Linked DNA regions of Bicyclus anynana: region 2 is linked to region 1. Evidence: chromatin contacts called from public Hi-C data. All regions are on one chromosome and are shown on one strand. Each heading gives the region's core, a stretch centred on a gene start, on an enhancer-like site or on the middle of the called end of the contact. The rest is flanking DNA. Distances are from core to core; before and after follow the strand shown. Region 1 overlaps LOC112055319 (hormone receptor 4). Region 2 overlaps LOC112055319 (hormone receptor 4).

Region 1 (5,990 bases), core at 2,591-5,090:
AAAGTTGATTCAAATCAGTTGGTTGTTTTCTTTATTAATCACTACATAGTATAAAATAAAGTCGCTTTCTCTGTCCCTGTGTATACTTAAATCTTTAAAACTACGCAACAGATTTTGATGCGGTATTTATTAATAGATAGAGTGATTAAAGAGGAAGGTTTATATGTATAATAACATCCATGGTTCCCGCGGGATTTGTGAAAAGCTGAAATCCACGCGGGCGTCCGCTACTTAACTAAACCTAATATTATTAAATCCACTATATAAAATTGTAAATGAACAAGCATGTAGGAAACTGTTCCTACGAGTTTTGTGTCAGTTTATCGCGAAAATCCTTCAAATTTTTATGTCAATGTGTATCATAAACGGAGTCACGGTCGGTTGTCGATCTCCTAAAATTATGGTCACGTCGTTATCGCTCTTGCTTGAGACGCTATCGCCACAGATAATTAGATACCACAGTACAAGGCAGCAAAACAACATTTAGAGGACATACGTACATAACTCGCACATTATATATATAACAAGTGGACTAGGCCTGTCATGTCTAGACCTTCGTCTTGTATACACTAATATTATAATGAAGCAAAGTTTGTTATTATGTAGGGGTAATCTCTGGATCTACTAAACCGATTTGAAAATTATTTTACTACACGTTATTTGTAAGTGTAAGGGTACAAGGTTATTGGTTATTCTTACAAGATATCCAATAGAACGAGAGACAGCTATAATTATTCTCTCTTGGTCAGTCCATGCTACCATAGACAAGTACAGTAGCATTTTTCTTTTAATTTTTCTTTATTATTATTTTTTTGAGACTATTTGCCATATCGCCGATTATTATAGAGTTTGGAAGGTTACCCAATTGCTCAAGTATAAAACGTATTTCATTCTACGGTATGTTATAGATAATTAAAAGTTGAAAGTTTGGTGTTTTAAGGCATTTTTAGTTGTTATTGATTGTCCAAAGTTATTATGCCAAGAAAATATTATTAAAAATATGCTTTATATTTTACGATTGAGGATCTAGACCCTTGAAACCTGCTACCTTCCAAAGCCACTACACTCCAAACTCCATAATTCACTACCATTCTTACCATAAGCTACCATAATAACATAACAGGCTTATGAACAAAGGCTGACAAACTTTCAGCCTTTATAAAATTAGGTTTGTCTGGCTATCGCAGGCTCTTACTCCAAAATGGCAAAGTGCCGTTAAATATACAAAAATATTTTACAATAAAATATAGCTGTCACATACTCAATTGGCTTAAAAGATTCAGCCGAATTAGGAAGCGTCGGCAATTTGCACTCGGGCCACGGTCTCGGGCTCGAACTTGTCCGATTTTTATTGCGAGTTTAAAGAAGCGAGCGAACTTGCCCCACTGACCACAGTTAGTTGATATAAATATAATGGAAGCCCACGGTCCAGTAATAGAATCGCTGCGATCGTCTCTGTACTGACGTGCCTACGTTCTTTTAACATTACATTTGCATTTATATTTTTTTATTGTCTATTTGCTTAGGCCGCAGCGGCGTCTAACGGGTAGACAGAGGTAGAGCTTCTAAAGTCAAGACATAGAATGAAGGGGCAGAATGTATCTCATAGGGCGACTCATATGAGACACAGATCTCGTTTTCAAATATTACTCCTAATATAAACTCTCACAGAGTACCTTTACGAGTGGTGTATTTGGTGGTTATACATGAATTTTAAATGACATTGATTTTATAACGAGTTTAAATAAATATACATAATAATATATAAGTTGTAATCTTATAGTAATGTAAACTTTAATCATATGTAACCATCATGGTTTCAATTATAGTTTAGGATTGTGTTAGGAATTAATTTGTTTTTCCCGTAAAAAAAAAATAAGAAAAACGTCGTAAAATATGGTTGCATGATCATTTCTGTATAAAAAATATTTGCCCTTGATAAATTTCAAACCCAGGGGATGCGTGAAAATGTATGTAGCTTCTATGTTCACCTATTTATTGTTTGTGAAAATTATTTCACGCTCCAATACAAATGTGTTTTGCATAGCAACGAACGGACGTCATCTATGCAATAGCTTAAATAAACTTGGTGATACAAATATCCTTATGGGCGGGAGAGCATTCAGCGTTCCTATTAACCTATTTCTATGCATTCTGAGGAGTGCATTTGACATTTTCTCGTTGAAAACTGCACGGATCATAGAGGCGGTTGCGCGGGGAGGGGGGATTGCGCGACGTAACCTACATACCGGTCAACACTCCGGCTCAGTCAACACTCGCTACAGGGACATCGGGCGCGTTTGCTGAGCCACTGTACTCGCTCAAGCTACTTAACAGCTAACGCTAGGACTAACGCCTGAAACTCATGAAGCGGCCTCTTTTTAGACGTGTCATTCATTCGTGTCTATTCAAAAGATTCATGTCGTTTTACAAAATTCGGGCAGAAAATTCAAGTTTTATTGTTATGACAAAAAAAAGATATTAGTGTATTATATACCATATCCTATTTTATCTTTGAGCCTAATATTGACCAAGATATATTTTCAATTTATCGGCAATAATTTTTTTTTACTGGCTATATACTCGTACATATGTACACACCCATATCTGCTTAAGGTAAACTTTAATTGGCAAAAATTGTGCATATGCAATATGTCTATAGAAGTTTAATATTAATGTCACGTAAGTATATACTTACGTATGTAAGTATATTCGTAATTTTATTTAAAACGTTTTAGCAGATGAACCGCTAAAAAATTAATAGTAAGATATAAAAATTAATAAATCCAGGAGAAAGACGGATTTACAAGAAGAGCTTCATCCTTACCTCCCCTGGGTTCTCCCACGCACTATCCGCTTAAGATAGCCAAGCACACTCACCTGAAATAAAGCAAACAAAAATTAAACGCTCCATTTAATTAATTGCTAACATTAAATTTACTATACCATCCCAATGGCCGTAAAAAATTTATAGAAACAGCCATCTGTTTACACACGGGTCTTAACTGTAACGCTGACACATTGTAACCTACAAACCTCGCATAAATTTATATTTAAACTGTGTCCGGATTAAGAAATTTGGAGTAATTTTCATATATTTTATTTTGACCTTAAAAATATTACTCATAAAATACCTACTGTTATTGTAATTTACACCATACCATTCCACAAGTTTCACAAACAATTTATGTGTTTACAAAGAATGGGAACAAGTGCTTAGGTACTGCTTTTATTTATAATTGTGATTATTTTTTGTATATTTTGATATATAGCAGGAACTCGCGTAGTTCCCATTCCCGTAGGAATACGGGGATAAAATAAAGCCTAAGTCATCATTATTAACGACCCATATTGAGCACGAGTCTTCTCTCGGAATGAGAGGGATTAGGCCTTAGCTGGCCTAATACGGATTGGCAGACTTCACACACGTAGAGAATTAAGAAAATTCTCAGGTATGTACGTTTGAGACGCGTGATATTTAATTTCTTAAAATGCACATAACTGAAAAGTAAGAGGTGCATGCCCTGAACCGGATTCAAACCTACGCCCTCCGAAGCGAAGGTAGAGATAATATAGCTTTCTATTGTTGAAAGATGTTTGACAAATTAGTCCACTAGTTTTTGGTTGTATTCGTACAAAAATACAAATCTTCGTAATGTTAGTGCAGATTTAGATAAATTAAAAATTATTATGTTATCAAAAAAAACTTGGATCCTATGTAAGTAGCAAGATATGGTTCTAGTAATCGTGCCAGTTACTTGAAATAAGCGCTCAGTGTAAACAGACTAACGCCAGCATTAGATGCGACTAGACAAGGCCACAGCTATCACTGAAATGTCGAGAGGGAAAGAGAGGGCTACATAAACTATTTATTGCACACATAACAACAACACAAGTGCAATAATACACACACACGCTCATATTTTCTATTTCTATTACGTAGTCTAGGGTTGTCTAGCCATAATAAAAAGAGTTTATAAAACACTAGCGGATGCCAACGACTTTATTCGTTAAATACATGTTATTATTTTAATGATAATCCTACTAATATTATAAACGCGAAAGTTTGTATAGATTTTTGTATGGAAGTTTGTTTGGATGTTAATTACTCTTTTACGCCACAATTACTGAACCGATTTTTATGAAATTTGGAATGGAAATAAATTTTATTCTGGATTAACACATGGCTACTTTCATTCTGAAAAAACCCATGGTTCCCGAGGGATCTGTGAAAAACTAAAGTTCATGCGGACGAAGTCTATAATAATATTACATTACCTACTATAAAATTATCATATTCTGATGATTGACTAAATTGGTGAGGTAAGGGTGATTTTTATTGATTACCTTTTCAGACACTTTATATAAAAACAAGAGATTGAAAATTATGTACTTTATTACATATAAATATTGTCAATATTGATTGAAAAGTACAGGGTCAGTTATCGGAGTAAATATTAAACAAGAAAAGTATATAAAATGGAAAAAAAAACCGCAGTAATATAAAATAAATAATATGCGGTGTACGTTCCTCGAATGTATGAATCGACGAAACTGCAGTCAATGACTAAAATCATAAATATTTTTACAGGGATAATTCGATATCGTCATAAAAAGTCCAAAACAACACCAAGAACAACACTTGTTATCGCACAATGTAGGTAATCAGCCTAGTTAAGGAATTACCAGCAAGGAAAAGTGTCTAGACCAGCGTTTAAGGAGGTTATACACAATCACTGTAAACTGGGTGAGTGAGTTTGATAACGATAAGCGAACTTGCGTGTCCGAGAACCTTATGAACCCAAGTACCCTTAATAATGTGTTGTTAGAGCCGAAATAACGCGTAATAATATCGTATCGTTCAATAATAAAGCATTGAGAATTTTGTGCGTAGTTTTGATATCAAGTTTTGAGAACACTGGCACAAATTTTATAATGATAAATGTTTCGCGGTTTCATTCGTGATGACTTGGGTCGATACTTGGTTAAGTTAATCTCTCACTGGCAGAATGGCGATGATGATTATGTTGGAATATATCGATTTTTATGATACATTCGGGTAAATAAGCTCAATTTTAACTAAGTTATACATAAAAAGCAAAGATTGTTTGCATATTTGCAAAATAAATAAAATTATAAAATCTATTAAAAATATTTTATCGTAATTAGATGAAAATTCATACAGTTTTAGCTTCCTTGCATTAAATGTGACATTTTTTAATAAATGAACTATAAAGATAAACGCACAAATAACAAAGATATTAGTAATTTTGTTTGAACGCACATACAAATCTAACGATCATTATGTATCTACGACCTCATTAATTTGTACCATTTTGTATGGGGCGTTTTTCAGGGATCCGCGGCAGCGCCGCAAATCTGACCCTTTAAATCCTTTACTTTAAATCCTTTATCCGTTACTTTTACAAAATTGCTTTACTATTAGCATACTCTTAATTTCAATACGATTTAAAAAACTGTCATCATCCCTAATAAAATCAGATTCGAGAATTATATCAGTGAGGAACAGAAGCGAACAACGCTCCCATGTTTCAAAATATAAGATACCATCACCATAGATGATGGAATATCAACGAGTTCGTCTTACTATCATCAGATTATCCCCACAGTAAAACAATAATTCCGCCAGTTTATCGTCATAATGAAACCAGCGAAAATGTCGTTGCGATTATTTCGTCCGTGGAGATAGTGCCTAAGGATGCGTTACCTACATTGAATTCGGTAATTAGGTATAAACGACAAAAAAATACACTTTGAAATAGGACGGCGTAAATAGGAGCAGTGTAAAGACAAATATATAGAAAGTGGGTAAATTCAGTCTAAAAATGAGTAGGTAGTTGTAGCCGGTTTTCTTATTTTCTTCTCTTATGTGTTAAACAAATATTTATTTTCACAAGTAGTTTGATAATCTTTTATCGGTAGGTATATATTAATACTTTTATAGTAAACGAAATTATGTACAAGTCTGG
Region 2 (5,863 bases), core at 2,995-5,494, 84 kb before region 1:
GCTTAGTCTTAAACCTCAGTTTCCTCATAAGCCATAATAATATAGAAAGTTTTGTGATGTTTCAGTATTTGTAAATTCGTATAAAAGAACAGATAAGTAGTTGTTTAGGGCTATGCACTTTTAAATTTATTAATTGTAATTATCGCTGTTCAGTAAATCGGGCGTTTTAAAATCGCGTGGTGTATACGAGCCATAATAATATCATTGTTATCAAATATTTTAACATTAAAGTAGGCAGTGGATACTGACAGTGACGTAGTTAGTAAATCAGTTGGTTACTTAAGTTCTAGCTCTATTTAATACTAAATGTGTACAATGATTTATTACTAACGCGTTTATTACGATGATACGATACTTACCAGATGATAGCGAGTAATGTTAATTAGTTCACGTTAAGTTTTGGTCTAGACTACGAAGTCAGTAGGGATGAAGATGAAAATTAATATGAAATGGGTTTGAAATTAAATGAATACCGTATTATTATGAATACATTAGAATTAGATGCAACTTGTTCAAACAGTGGCATTGTGATGAAACTATTCACACTTATACAGAAATTGTACAAAAAAACCAAACCAAACAGTAATGCAAATCAAGACTAGTTTAAAACATATATTATTTTTTTAAACCATTATTTTGTATTATGTACAATATTACAAAATAATGGTTTATTTAAAAAATAAAGGTGTTTTCGTTAAGTTTTACGATTTTAAATTGAAGATTTTCTATCATCAGAAATAGACCAAACTTTCCCCTGAGAAACTAATTCCTAGGTTTGTTTTTAAAATTGCTTTACGCGCAGTGTATGTCTGCACAAAAATTATAAAACACAAAAGGCTAGTTGACACATTTTATTAAATGATCTTAAATTGTTCATTACCCATCGTTCTGCTAGAATTGAAAAATAATTATTTAGTTAGTAGTTAGTGACATTATGACGTCACAATATTTTTTTGACATTTTGATTCAACCAATTTCATCACAAGTTTGAACAAATTATATCTAACGTTGATGATAAAATATAAATCGTCTCTATTAACAGTTCAAGGAATGAAATAATGCTGAATTTTTATGACAATATAAAACGAATGTTCTACAGCAGTAGCATACAATTTTTAAATACATATTTTGTCCATCTGTTAACCACAGTGAATTTTTATGACAATATAAAACGAATGTTCTAAAGCAGTAGCATACAATTTTTAAATATATATTTTGTCCATCTGTTTTAACCACACAGGCTATAAGTTATTCACAGTAATAATTAAAAAAAATACCCACGCAGTCTTCCACTAATATATTGAAAAATTCGTCACACCAAAATTTTTTGAAACAGAAACCATGACTGACAAAAAAGTATGTGTGCCTTGAGAGATGATTAAATATCATGCAAACGTCCGATGAAAATTAATGGAATTGAGCATAAATTACACTTGAACACATCAAAGGAAGCAAAATATAATACGATAAGTAAATCTTTGAACCGTCTCCGACCAAGGCTGTGATATAAACGCTCTTGAAGCGGAAAACGTTCAAGAATTCACGATACGCACGTACTACACGGTTGCTGGTTACTTAAATCTAGTTAGACCAGAGTAAAGTAAGATTTAGAACAATATATGCACAAGTGTCTTGCGTAATATTGGCAATAAAAATGCATAAGTTGTGACTATAGAATTTAGCGCGAAACCGCGCTACAACACGATAGCGTAAAAACAGTATAGTTGTATACAAGCAGTCTTGGTAAACACTGAGAGTAGGTACTTAGTGCTAGTACTTATAATACGAACAATTCATAGGTATATAAAAACCAGTGAGATGTTATTATCCCTAGATTTCGCTCTGTGAAATAAAAATAACTGCTGTCTGATCGGTACGCTCATAAGTCATAATTTAGTTTGAATCGCTTGAAAAGCCTTTTATGTTTTTGCCTTAAGCTTGGTAAGTTAGTATTAAATTAATAATAAAATTTTCACGTTATTTTTGATTTTTTGTTTGTAAACGGTAAAAGTAAAACCGTGTACCTACTTTTAAGAATGAAACACTTGGGATTGTAACATCTCACTGTACAAAATTAAAAATCCTCATTTTACAGACCCAGCGACAAGTCTACCGGTTTAACCCTAGTCAATATAAAATGCAAACTAAAACAGTAATAATTATTTCATTTACAATTCTTCTATAAACAACATCTTATCTAACTACTAATCAATCTATATCTAGTAAAAATTATATTCTATATTTACAGAAATAATATATTATGCGATCTCCGACTGAAGAATTTAAATAGTAACATAATTATATATTTTAATCTACAATAACACTAAGTAGTGTACACTACCACGTATAAAACACGCATCCGAGTCCCTGGTACTAATTAAATAATAGCTAAGAAGTTTAATTATAAATCAGTCTGTCAATTGGGACGTTTTATTTCCTCTAATAAACAATTTATAAGCCAATACACACATCGATTCAACAAGGGTATAATACCGCACTAGCTTCGCACTGAACACTCGTAAAGTATCTCACACGAGTCCAATGTCCATACGGCGGCGACAGCTCAAACTGCCTCTGTTAGCGAGGGTGCTACCGCCTCGTTAGTCTTTTATTGTCGATGCCCGGGAAGGAGCGCAGTGCTGGGGCAGAGAACACAGGGCGGTGTGGTCACGATGACGAGGGCTGTGAGGGGTCGCGGCGCGAGGCGAGGGGTCTGGCGCTCATACATCGAGAACTAGACGCCCTGCTGCGCCATGTACTATCTGATCTCCGCCGAGTTCAGCACGAACGGTACGTAGAACATTTTACTCTCTAGCAACAGGTTCGCCGCCGCTTGAATCTGAAAGTGCACGTTGAGTCAGTTTACTGTACTGTTTCGCTTTCGGTTTCGAATGCTCTTGCTTACTTTCTACACGAACTTGTTTAGGACTTTAGTATTGTATTGTAATGCCATAATGTCATATATATATATATGTGTTGCTATAATAAACAACGATGCTAACAAAAGCAAATTAAAAATGTAATTTTCAAAAGTTTTAGTGAATTCTATGACAAAGTTAATTTAACAAAATAGCATTAAATGCATAACGTTTATGTCATGTGTTTTATCACCGAGTCAAGTGAAGCAGAAAGTAGTAAAATTATTAAGTTCAAAAGATTTCAAATGTAACAACAAAATTCACGTAGGTACACAAATCATTGTGGGCTTTAGCGTCTTGAGTTATAGAATAAGTTAAAAGAATTAAATTTAAAGAAATTGAATAAAAGACCGCCCTAATATTTTTTTATCCAAAGCCAGTTTGGAGTAAACTACTATGCTATTATTTAAGCTATCAAAGGATTGTTGTTTTACAGTTCTATAACACTATCTCTAAATCTGATATTCATTACTAGTTTTGATCATGTAGAATAGATTCTCACCTCAGGTATTCTCGCGAATAGCTCTTGCAATCTCCCGGGGTGGTGCGGAGCGGCGTGCTCCAAATAGCTGCGGAGAACTTGCACGTATCTGTCTTGAATACTCTCTAACTCCACTTCTGGAAGGAATAAGCCATTTAAAGCTGATGGAATAATTTAATAGTCCCTACCTATCCATCAATAAAATCTCACTCTGTGAAAAATGTCTTAGACTAGTAGATGCCACGCGTTTTCACCCGCGTGGTTCCCGTTCCCGTAAGAATACAGGGATAAAATTTAGCCTATAGCCTTCCTCGATAATTAAAAGAATTTTTCAAATCGGACCAGTATTTCCTGAGATTAGCGCGTTCAATCAAACAAACAAACTTTTCAGTTTTATAATATTAGTATAGATGAATAATTAAAAAAATAAAAAAATAATGTAGTAAAATTTGTACCTAGTAATTTATTACCAAAGTCAATAGTTAATTAAGACAAAGTTTTGCATGAGTAAAAATTTTCCCATTTCTGAGAAAGAAGAGCTTTCTCGCATACTGCTCTGGAAAGGATTAGATTAAACTATTTGTTTTATTGAGAGACGTGTTTGCAGCCCTTTTCTGAATAAATAAATAATTGTAACAAAACAAACTATAACGTTTGAAGAACCTCGTAATATTTGTGACAAGTGTGACTACTCGTCCAAAGATGGCGGTATAAGTCGGCGGGCTAGCAATGGCGCGGAGCGCGCGGTGCGGTGGTGACGTCACGCGCTCAGTAGGTCACTCCGATAGCGGGGCAACGACCGCGGCTAGCCGTTGACCTCCGCTCGAGCGTTCGCGTCCTCAACCGTTGCTGCCGTCCCGCTCGCACGCGCTTCACGATATTGTACGCGTTACGTGTGCTCACTGCTCATGCCATACCAGTACCACACCGTTATAGCTCTCGGTCAATAATGCACTCATTTCATTAATTGCCAAATAACATTTATTAAAAAAAACATACATTCGACATGAAAACCTCCTCTTTTTTTAAGTCGGTTAAAAATAGCACTATGTATATTAATTAAATATCAATTAATACTATTATCTAACTTGCTTTACTACCTACTCTATTAATTTTGTATTTTCGTTAAATCTAATTTATGAGATGAAGTATAACTTAATATATATTAAATTTTATTAAAAACATTGTATATTAAATTATTATGAACAATTGGGAAAATTAGCCATCTATTTCATTAAAAAACACCAATGTTAGGTATATTACTTGCTACTCTTACAATGCTAAAATATAAATTAATTATTAATAATATATTTTTTTATTGTTTGATTTATTGTTATTAATCGATCAATCATTTAATTTATAAAGAATTTAGCATCCGAATTTTTCAATACATATTATAATCGAATAATTTGTATCGTTGTCACATCCCTATCTGACGAACATGGCTCGCGCATGTTACGTCACCGCGAGCGAGACGAGTTAGCGGCTCTAATCAGTTTTTTCGCCGCAAGCGCGCGGCAAAAGAGAAAGTTTGCTTCCGCTTCGCTTTTCGCCGAGAGTGAAATGCTGTCCCGTTACGACTGACGTAACCAACTATTATACGAACAGCGCAGCTCTCAAGCAAGCGATAAATCACATCACTGTTTGTGATGTGAGTCAAGTAGGTATGTTTATTACCTACTTGACTCGATGTTAGCCTGTAGCCATGAAGTTCTGGGGTCAGACCAAGTATTTTTATTTGTTCAAGGGTGTCCTAAGTTGTTTTACTTGTTGTAGTTTTGTTCATTTTTAAGAAATTCCAAATCAACATTGCTACATTGTATTGAGTTGTCGGTCAATATTAAAAAAAAATGTAATTTGGTATGCTTATATTTTTAACTGTTATAAGTGGCCGCTATTGTCTGCTTAGATTGTTTGTGTAATTACTTAATTCTTTGCTTGGAAAACGTTTATTCTAATAAAGCATAAAAATGTAGGATTTAATCATAAAAAAGTTATTGAGTGTATGTTCACGCTAATCTTCGAAACTAATAAACGGATCATTCGGTTTTCAGAGAACAATCTTATAAACATTAAGGGTGTTGTAAAAAAATTATTATTAAAAAAATCCCAAATTGCACGTATGAGAAGTCGAGGGCTTCAACTTGTAGTCAACATAGGCCTATTCTATTTCTATAGATAGATTTGTAAATACTGTAATGTGTACCTATTGCCTAACATTTATTGTCCACATACACTAACACAACACATACGCTCACACACACATGAAACCGCGGAACCGTTGCGCAAGCGTTTTCCATTTCACCTCGTAAACACTCACTGTTCACTCCCGTTATAACTATCTCACTTGCTACGAGTATATACCTACTACTTTCATTCTTATATCATTGTCTTTATTACGAGTTTGCAGATCTAGCTAACAGTGATGCTCTTTGAAATATATCGATAAATAATCGATGTTATA

Evidence for each region. A called contact is a pair of places that touch in the nucleus more often than the background predicts.
Region 2: a Hi-C map of whole body shows a contact between it and region 1, with 5 times the contacts expected there. The contact joins two enhancer-like sites. A contact is called at or near these places in 2 of 2 Hi-C or Micro-C datasets (whole body and whole larva).

What each region holds. Positions count from the first base shown.
Region 1 is chr4:14,268,766-14,274,755 of ilBicAnyn1.1, reverse strand. The region is part of intron 2 of LOC112055319 (hormone receptor 4); the gene reads right to left. Among protein-coding and RNA genes, the nearest start is that of LOC112055319, 39 kb to the right of the region's middle. Within about 2 kb of position 3,840, at least 1 of the 8 cell types and tissues checked has open chromatin away from gene starts, as enhancers often do.
Region 2 is chr4:14,353,377-14,359,239 of ilBicAnyn1.1, reverse strand. LOC112055319 (hormone receptor 4) reads right to left here. Exons shown (of 9, transcript XM_052891439.1): 8 at 3,421-3,536; 9 at 1-2,839. The coding sequence ends at 2,759. Among protein-coding and RNA genes, the nearest start is that of LOC112055316, 9.0 kb to the left of the region's middle. Within about 2 kb of position 4,244, at least 8 of the 8 cell types and tissues checked have open chromatin away from gene starts, as enhancers often do.